Regions from separate parts of the Mus musculus genome. Here all the other regions are linked to region 2. Evidence: chromatin contacts called from public promoter capture Hi-C data. All regions are on one chromosome and are shown on one strand. The core of a region is the stretch at or near the end of the contact, and the rest is flanking DNA. Distances in the headings are between cores, read along the strand shown.

Evidence for each region. Promoter capture Hi-C pulls out the DNA fragments that hold promoters and counts their contacts.
Region 1: a contact with region 2 is called in a promoter capture Hi-C map of cranial neural crest. The contact joins the promoter of Isl1 here to the promoter of Foxd1 in region 2. A contact is called at or near these places in 2 of 39 promoter capture datasets (cranial neural crest and maxillary cranial neural crest).
Region 3: a contact with region 2 is called in a promoter capture Hi-C map of cranial neural crest. The contact joins the promoter of Mcidas here to the promoter of Foxd1 in region 2. A contact is called at or near these places in 2 of 39 promoter capture datasets (cranial neural crest and frontonasal cranial neural crest) and 1 of 484 Hi-C or Micro-C datasets (embryonic stem cells).

Annotation. Positions count from the first base shown.
Region 1 is chr13:116,308,346-116,311,045 of GRCm38.p6, reverse strand. Isl1 (ISL1 transcription factor, LIM/homeodomain) reads left to right here and starts at 1,358. Exons shown (of 6, transcript NM_021459.4): 1 at 1,358-1,651; 2 at 2,583-2,700. The coding sequence starts at 1,624. RefSeq lists promoters at 1,181-1,559, 1-1,561.
Region 2 is chr13:98,352,821-98,355,618 of GRCm38.p6, reverse strand. Foxd1 (forkhead box D1) reads right to left here and starts at 1,374. Exons shown (of 1, transcript NM_008242.2): 1 at 1-1,374. The coding sequence starts at 999.
Region 3 is chr13:112,992,454-112,995,153 of GRCm38.p6, reverse strand. Mcidas (multiciliate differentiation and DNA synthesis associated cell cycle protein) reads right to left here and starts at 1,286. Exons shown (of 7, transcript NM_001037914.3): 1 at 1,166-1,286; 2 at 970-1,066; 3 at 706-797. The coding sequence starts at 1,282.

The sequences.
Region 1 (2,700 bases), core at 109-2,608, about 18 Mb before region 2:
TCTCTCTCTCTCTCTCTCTCTCTCTCTCTCTCTCTCTCTCTCTCTCTGATCAAAGTCCCTCTAGAAGCTCCGGCAGAAGTGTGGGAATTCTGTGTGTCCCCTAATAACTGCCTCTGAAAGACTGTAGATTTTGGGGAATCAGGAAAGAAATTATTGGCAAAAGTTACCGGTGAGATGCAGCCAACATCTCCTCCAGATGGCTTCCCCAGAGGAAACAAATTAGAAAGCTAACCTCAGGGGAGGGAAGTAGGCGCCCCACTCTTCTTTTGCAACAGACCCTCCCTGCTCACGCCTTCATACTAAAAGATTTAAAAGTCTCTAGAGAATATTGTAAAGTTGCGCTTATAATTACCAAGCCGTTTAAGGGCCCAGTGCACCTTTGCCTTAAAAAAGAGTGGACAACAGATCCATAGACAGACATGGACAACCCCACCCCACCCCCGTAAACTTTAGGGTCCTGCACTCTGACTCTAGATTAGAACACTTTCATGCTAGACTTAAAATTGAACAGGAGACCTCACGGGTCGGGAGGAAAGGAACCAACCTCGGAGTTAATTCGTTTTACCTTTTCGTTTGACCTTTGCGTTTCCAACCCGATTGTCCGCTAGGGAGACAAGCTCCCCTTTCCTCCCACCCCAAGTCTTTGGAGAGCTCAGATTGGGGAGTAACAGGGTCAACACGGTAGCAAGAAAAAGAAAAAAAGAAAGAAAAGAAAGAAAGAAAGAAAAAAAAGAACACAAAAACGAAGTCATAAAAAAACCCATTTCTTTTGGGTCTAACCGTCCTACTCCGGGTTTGTCCCCTAACGCGTAGCGCGCTGCTAGCTCCAGCAGATGCGCCCTTCCCGCAGGCAGCGAAATTGGCCAGCCCTGGGCTGTGCGCGCCAGCACGGGAGTCAGTGAAGGAAAGCGGCCCGTTCCAAGTGCCCCCCTTTTCCTGGAGCCCGGTAGGGACCCGCTTCACAGGAAGGACCTACCCACCAGCTACTCGCCACGGGCGGCAGAAAAGGGAGCCCCGAGCTCAGCGCAGCCCAAGGTCCGCGGGGAGCCCGCGGCGCTGGAACCCCAGGACACGACGCGGCGCGTCCGGGAAGGCGCGGGGAGGGGGTGGTGGACAAGGAGGCGGCGGCCGGGGACCCGGGCCACCCGGCGCCCAAGGAGCGACGTGGCCTCGGGAGGCTTAATCCTCTCCTGCGGGCTCGCCGAGCGGGCAGTGGCGCGCGGAGGCGCCGGGGCTGAAATATGATAATCAGAACAGCTGCGCCGCGCGCCCCGCAGCCAATGGGCGCGGCGCTCGCCTGACGTCCCCGCGCGCTGCGTCAGACCAATGGCGATGGAGCTGAGTTGGAGCTGAGAAGTTTGAGTAAGAGATAAGGAAGAGAGGTGCCCCGAGCCGTGCGAGTCCGCCGCTGCTGCTGCGCCTCCGCTCTGCCAACTCCGCCGGCTTAAATCGGACTCCCAGATCTGCGAGGGCGCGGCGCAGCCGGGCAGCTGTTTCCCCCAGTTTTGGCAACCCCGGGGGCCACTATTTGCCACCTAGCCACAGCACCAGCATCCTCTCTGTGGGCTATTCACCAATTGTCCAACCACCATTTCACTGTGGACATTACTCCCTCTTACAGATATGGGAGACATGGGCGATCCACCAAAAAGTAAGAAGCGGTTTAACCTTGTGGGGCTTGGTGTGCTGTTGTGGTGTGGGGGGGTCTCTCTCAGGCACCGATGACAGGGCTCTTTGGATTTGTAGTCACTGCCTGGAGAGACAGAAGAGAAGGTGGTCCTTTTGTTGTTGTTGTTGCTGCTGCTGTTGTGTGTGTGTGTGTGTGTGTGTGTGTGTGTGTGTGTGTGTGTGTGTGTGTGTGTGTTTTCTTCTTGTCACGCTTGCAGCTTGCATGTTTGGTGTGAATTCCGATCTTTGAGAAACTGATCATACCTTGTGTTTGAATGCTCTGTGCCCTCCCAAACTCTAGCCGCCTGCCCGGTGCTTAGCGGTGATTTCCTCCTCCGGATTCCGGAGCTCTTGGAGAAGTTATTATGTAGCAAAGGTCTGCCTGCACAAACCACACCGGCAGATATGAATTAGCATTAGACTTGCAAAAGAGAGCGAGTGACAACTGTATTGATGTCTACTCTTCTAACAATATCCATTCCCGCGTGCTATTGAAGAACGTGCTTCACGGAAAATATAGACATCCCAGCGTTGCTTTAACGCTTCTAGTCAAAACCTTTTCTTTGACATGACTTATCCATAATCTTGCCTAATGATTATAGCAAAGAGGGAGGAGGGAGAAAACACAAAATGAGCGGGTTTGATTGCGTGCTAAGCTTACAATGTAGACTATTCAAATCTGCGTTTTACATATATTCCACCTCCCTTTTTAAAAAAGCGAGTCAAGGTTTTGATGGCACACTCCAATTACCATCCCAAAGTGCAATACTCTTTAAGGGAAGAACAAGAAAAAAAAAAAAAGGGAAAGAAAAAAATTCTTCCAGAATACACCCTATAAGAGAACGACACTAAAAGTGTGTTTATCTCTGTAGGAAGTAAACGGTTAGTCAATCATGCATTTATTTTCATTTCAGAAAAACGTCTGATTTCCCTGTGTGTTGGTTGCGGCAATCAAATTCACGACCAGTATATTCTGAGGGTTTCTCCGGATTTGGAGTGGCATGCAGCATGTTTGAAATGTGCGGAGTGTAA
Region 2 (2,798 bases), core at 125-2,624:
CCGGTAGCCGAAGGCGGTCCGCGCCAGCTCGGCGGCCGCACCGGGAGGCGGCGGCGGAGGAGGAGGAGGCGGCGGGGGCGAGTGCGGATGGAAGGCGGCGGCGGCTGCCGCGGCGGCGGCAGCGAAGAGCGCGGAGGGCGGCGCGCAGGGTGGCAGCTGCAGGCCGTAGGCGCAGCCGTAGGCTCCGTAGCCGCAGGCGGGCGGTGGCGGCGGCGGCGGGAAAAGCGCGGCGCCCGGGTCCCCTGCGCCCGCCGCCGGCCCCGCACCGCGCAGCAGCAGCGCCTCGGCCGCCGCGTGGGGAGCGAGTAGCGGCTGGCGCTTGAAGCGCTTGCGGCGCCGCAGGAAGCTGCCGTTGTCGAACATATCTGCGGACTCCGGGTCGAGCGTCCAGTAGTTGCCCTTGCCCGGGTTGCCCGGTTCGCGCGGGATCTTGACGAAGCAGTCGTTGAGCGACAGGTTGTGACGGATGCTGTTCTGCCAAGCGGGGAACTTCTCCCGGTAGTAAGGGAAGCGGCTGCTGATGAACTCGCAGATCTCGCTGAGCGTCAGGCGCTTCTTGGGGCTCTGCAGGATGGCCATGGTGATGAGCGCGATGTACGAGTAGGGCGGCTTCACCAGCGGATTCTTAGCGCCCCCGCCCGTGCCCGCGCCCGTACCACCTCCCGCGCCGCCTCCCGCTCCGGCGCCGCTGCAGCCGCCCGACCCGGTCCCCGGGGCGGGCGCAGGACCCGGAGGCGCGGGGGACGCGGCGGGCCGGGAGGCCAGCAGCAGGTCATCGTCGTCCTCCTCCTCCAGGTCCTCGAGATCGTCCTCCCCGGCGTAAGAGCGCCTCCGCCGCTGGGCCGAGCTCGGCAACCGGGACCCGCCGCCGCCGCGGCCGCCGCCGCCCTCGTCGTCATCGTCCTCCTCCTCCTCGTCGTCCTCGCCCTCCCCCACCACGTCGATGTCTGTCTCCTCCGCGAGGCCGGAGGCATCGGACATCTCCGTGCTCAGGGTCATAGCTGGGGCGGCGCGGTGGCGCGGCGGCACATAGGGGCACCGGGCTCCCGGCTCCCTGGCCTCCCCAGGCCGATCCCGGAGCGGCGGACCCGGAGCGAGGACGCCACTCTGCGACGCGCGGCTGCAGGAGGTGGCTGGGGCCGCTCCGCTCCGCTACTTGGCGAGCAGGGCTGTGCGAGGTGTTTGCGCTCCCCGGCTCGGCGGGCACCGGGTGGCGGGCGCTCTAGACTTGACCTTTTCCACTGTGGTCCCTTTAGCCCGGTTAGTCCAGGAGGGGGTGGCTGGACCCTGGCGGGCCAGTCGGTGTCGGGCGCCCAGAAGGGCGCGGGAGGAGTGAGAATCTAGAAACGGAGCTCGGCAAGGCCAGGGCTGAGTCCAGAAGAGGGCGGACCTTGTCTGTGCTTATAGCAGAAGGGGGCCTGTCACATGGTGTGCACGTCAGAGCGCGGCCCAGGGAAGGAAAAGAAAGGCGAGGGAATCGGCGTGTAGGAAGAGAAAGTTCACCCGCAGGAGGGGCAGCAGCAAGAGTTGGAGACTGAAGCCCACTATTTCTTGCCAAGATATTGGCTATCCTGAATCCCACCCTAGCCAGCCGCGAGCCGACCCGAGAGCTACAGGAGTTCAAACCCCCAGCCTTATTCTCCCGGATTAGCCCTCAACCCTAATCTCAAGCGCTCCGGGGACGCTTCGATTGGACAACCCAGTGGCCTGTAGGAGTCATCCCACTGGGGACAACTGCTCTATGTGTGAGGTGCTCACTGGAATATTGAGCGAGGGAGTCTGGTAGGGTGTCCCAGCTCTCTGGACTGGGCCAGTCTCCGCCTGTGGAATCTGATGAAAAATCCCCCATTTTGAGCACGGTAATAATTGTTTATTGACCCTTTAACCCTTTCCCTTCGGTTCTTCTCCAAAGACGTTTGTTTTCCGCCATCTGTTAATAAAAATGCGGTTAGGCTGGCGTTTTGGTCATTTATCTGCAATTGAATGCCCTAGAGACTTGACAGCTAAACTAAGCCACTCTAATGAGAGCATCTCACAAATTCCATGGGAATAGAGCAAGCAATGGTTGAATGAGGAAAAGAAATAGAAAATTGTAATGAAAACCCAAACACACACAGAAATTACACATAGCAGCAACTCAAACACTGTTGAGATGTTAGGAAAAAGAGCGCTATACTTTTCAATAAAAGGTATTTCTAAAGGAGCATTTCACACTACTTTCTAAATACTGGAATTATTATAACTTACACACAGTGTTGTTCCGGAAGGATTGATAGTAGAAAGGACAGTAGCAAAGATGAACTTTGAGATCAATTTTTTATTTTGGAAAATACATTAAATGCTTTTTATACTCTTTTTTTTAAAAAAAAACCCGACTTTTAAATTTTAAATGCAGGATGCAACTCCACTCGATTCATTTTTCTTCCAAGTGGCAAGCTAATAGGGATGATTAAAGTATTATTCTGTTTTAAGGTCACCTGTGTTTACCACCAGCTAAATGTTTTGTTCTGGCTGGCGGGAAATCCGAATAATTGTGTAATCCGAATTCATTTTGATAGCCTAGCTTTCTGGATGTTTGCCTTTTCTGAGATGTTTCGATTTCAAATAGGGAACTTTGCCTTACCAGTTTAACTTTCTGGTTAAAATCGCCATTTGCCAAGAACTGAATAAAAATTCAATGGCTTTCTCTAGGAACAATCTCAAATGCTCTGTGTGTCATTGTATCAACCAAGTGTTTCTTACTTCCTGAAGTGACTTGTTCTAACTGGTATTCATCACAAAAATAAGCTGTTGCCCCA
Region 3 (2,700 bases), core at 37-2,536, about 15 Mb before region 2:
GTGGATTTATCCTTCACCTGGATAAGACTACCTGTCCTTCTGGACACTTCATGTCCCACCAAAGAAGCATCAAGCCCTTGGCTTCTAAGGCACCAGAGCTGAGAGGTGCCTCTGACTGGGATGTGTCAGCGATGGCAAGATGTGGAAATTGGATGAGTTAAGATGACATATTTAGAAGGAAGGGGAGGGGGAGTCTCTCTTCCTCAAGACGGCAAGAAACTAGAATTTTGCGGCGAGCAGAATAAGATTTTTTAAGCAGCCAGATGCCCAACGTCCATCTCTGAAGATGGACCGTTTTCCACTAGCTTGTTTACAGAGTCCTTTGTCCGTTTCCCCCAGTGACTTCCATACTTCTTTAGTACCCATGAAATACAAATGGTTCCCGAGGGCCTGGAAGTGGGTGACAAACAAGACAGTTATTCTATTCACAGCTCCTCGGCCCACCAGCTCCAAATTGCCTTGTTCATATGAATGACAAGGGGCCCTGCAGTAAATGTCAGCCAGACCGGCTCTGGAAACGAGAACTTAAGCACATACTACAAGGGAGGGGAAAATTGGGGTCTAGGAGGTTTGGCTTGCTGCACTCTGCTCAATGCACCTGTGCTCCCAGTCCATCTTGAGACCTTTGAGGAAATAAACCCATCAGTTTTCTGGTTGGGTGGTTGGGTCGATAGTTGGCTGTGATCCGCTCAAGGGAAAGAGTACCTGCGACGCGGACGAATCACCACTAGGAGACGCTTCGGTTCCGAGCAGCGAGGTGCAGTCGGCGAGGTCCTGCAGGTCTATGGTTGTGAGAGCTGCGCGGGGGAGATCGGGAGACAGGCACCCAGCGAACCCTAAGCCTCTGCCAGGTCGCCACCAGGACCCTCAGTGAGGACCTCGGAACCAGGGGGAGAAGGGGCTGCGGACCGTGTGCGCGTCACCCACCCGGCATGGATAATCGGGTTGTGCAGGTGCCTCGGGGCTCACCTGGCAGTGGGGCGGGCTCTGCGTCCGGAGGGTCCTCGTACACCGCCACCGGGCTGCCGCCACCGCATCCCGAAAAGGACTTCCACGAAGGAACGAACTGGCCAGGCACAGAAACGGGGGATGCACATGGTCAGCGTTCGGAGCGCCGGGCTGGCAGACTCTCCCAGAGCCAGGACCACAGCGGGAGGATCCCCACCTTCCTCTCCGGCTTCCCGGGCTTGCCGAGGGTCCGCCGCGACAGGTCCAGCATCCTGTTGGGGCAGATGCTGTCGAAGGCCCGGCGTCCGGCTGCGCTGCCCTCGCACGCTTGCATCCTGGGATGAAGACCCACACCCAGTGCCGCGGCACCTGTCGGTGCCTGAGGCGGGCGACGGCGCGTGGAAGGGGCAGAGAGGGAGGGCCTGGAGGACAAGGGCTGTGCGGGAGGGGCGGCTCGCGCCTGAGCGCCAGAGGTGGCGCCTTCAGCCCGGGACAATCTGCGCGCGGGCGGAGGCGTTAACCAACCTGGCAACCTGGCTTCCCCCGGGAGCTGTGAGCGCGGGGCCCGGGCCCGCGAGCGCCCTTTGGCGCCGCGGCATCTTGGCCGCGCCAGGCGAAAGGGGGCGGGGATAGGAGAGAGAGCGCAGATGCCACCACCGGTCCCTAGCCTTCCAGTTTGCGGACCGCGGGGATGAGAAAAGTTAGCAATTCTTTGATTTTCTTCTTCCCACTCTAAAGACAAAGCATACAATAAATGTGGAGTGACCGTCGCCAGACTCCCGGAATTTGCCTATCAGGTTCTAGTAGGGAAATAAAGGGTTCTCCCAGGTCAGCCTCTAGATTACAGAAACTGCCCTTAAATCTGAACAGTACTTTGGATTTTGACGTATGGATTTCATTTGATCTCTCATTCTCGCCTACTGCCAAAGCTCTGCTCTGTACTCTAGCCTTGTAACTTTCCCGGAAATGGTGGTGCCTAAGCACATCTTTTTTTAAGGATCAAGAAAAGTGACAGTACTGAAGCAGAGTACTGAAGCCAGTTTGAATCTAGCTTGAGCTGCGTGCTGGCTCATAGGCCAACCTGCGCTAAAAGTGTGTCTCAGGGAGGAAAAAAAGAAAAGGAGAGGATAGGAGAGGGGAGGGGAGGGGAGGGGAGGGGAGGGGAGGGGAGGGGAGGGGAGGGAACGAACATTTATTCCAGTATCTGAAAAACCCTACTGTGGACATTTGCAAATCCCCTAAAATTCTGGTGGCTTCGCTGACTATCTCAGCATTTGGCTGTCTTCTTTACAGCTGGCCTCTCCTCCTACACAGATCTCTTCAAGTCAATTCTCTCCCAGGAAGAAGCATCTTCCAGAATCTGAGTCTACTAGAAAAAGACATCTCTCAGAATAGAGCATCTTTGGATGAAGGGACCTTTTGGGGGACCACCCAGATCAGTCCAATGTAAACAAGCATCTGAAATAGAAATTTGTGTACCTTTCTGCTGGGCACCTTGCTCTTGCCCTATATCAAGTAATATATGTGAAAGACCTTTTGATTTGCACCCATTAGCTGAATTAAGAATCAATATATTCTTAGCAGTGGTGGATAATGGGTGAAAAGACTTAGAGACACCTATTTATAAGAACTGAGTTAAGGTGTGCATCTGAGCTGTGAGGTTGTGGGGTGTGTGTGAGAGAGAGAGAGAGAGAGAGAGAGAGAGAGAGAGAGAGAGAGAGAGAGAGACCGCTCTGGCTTCCATGTGAGAAC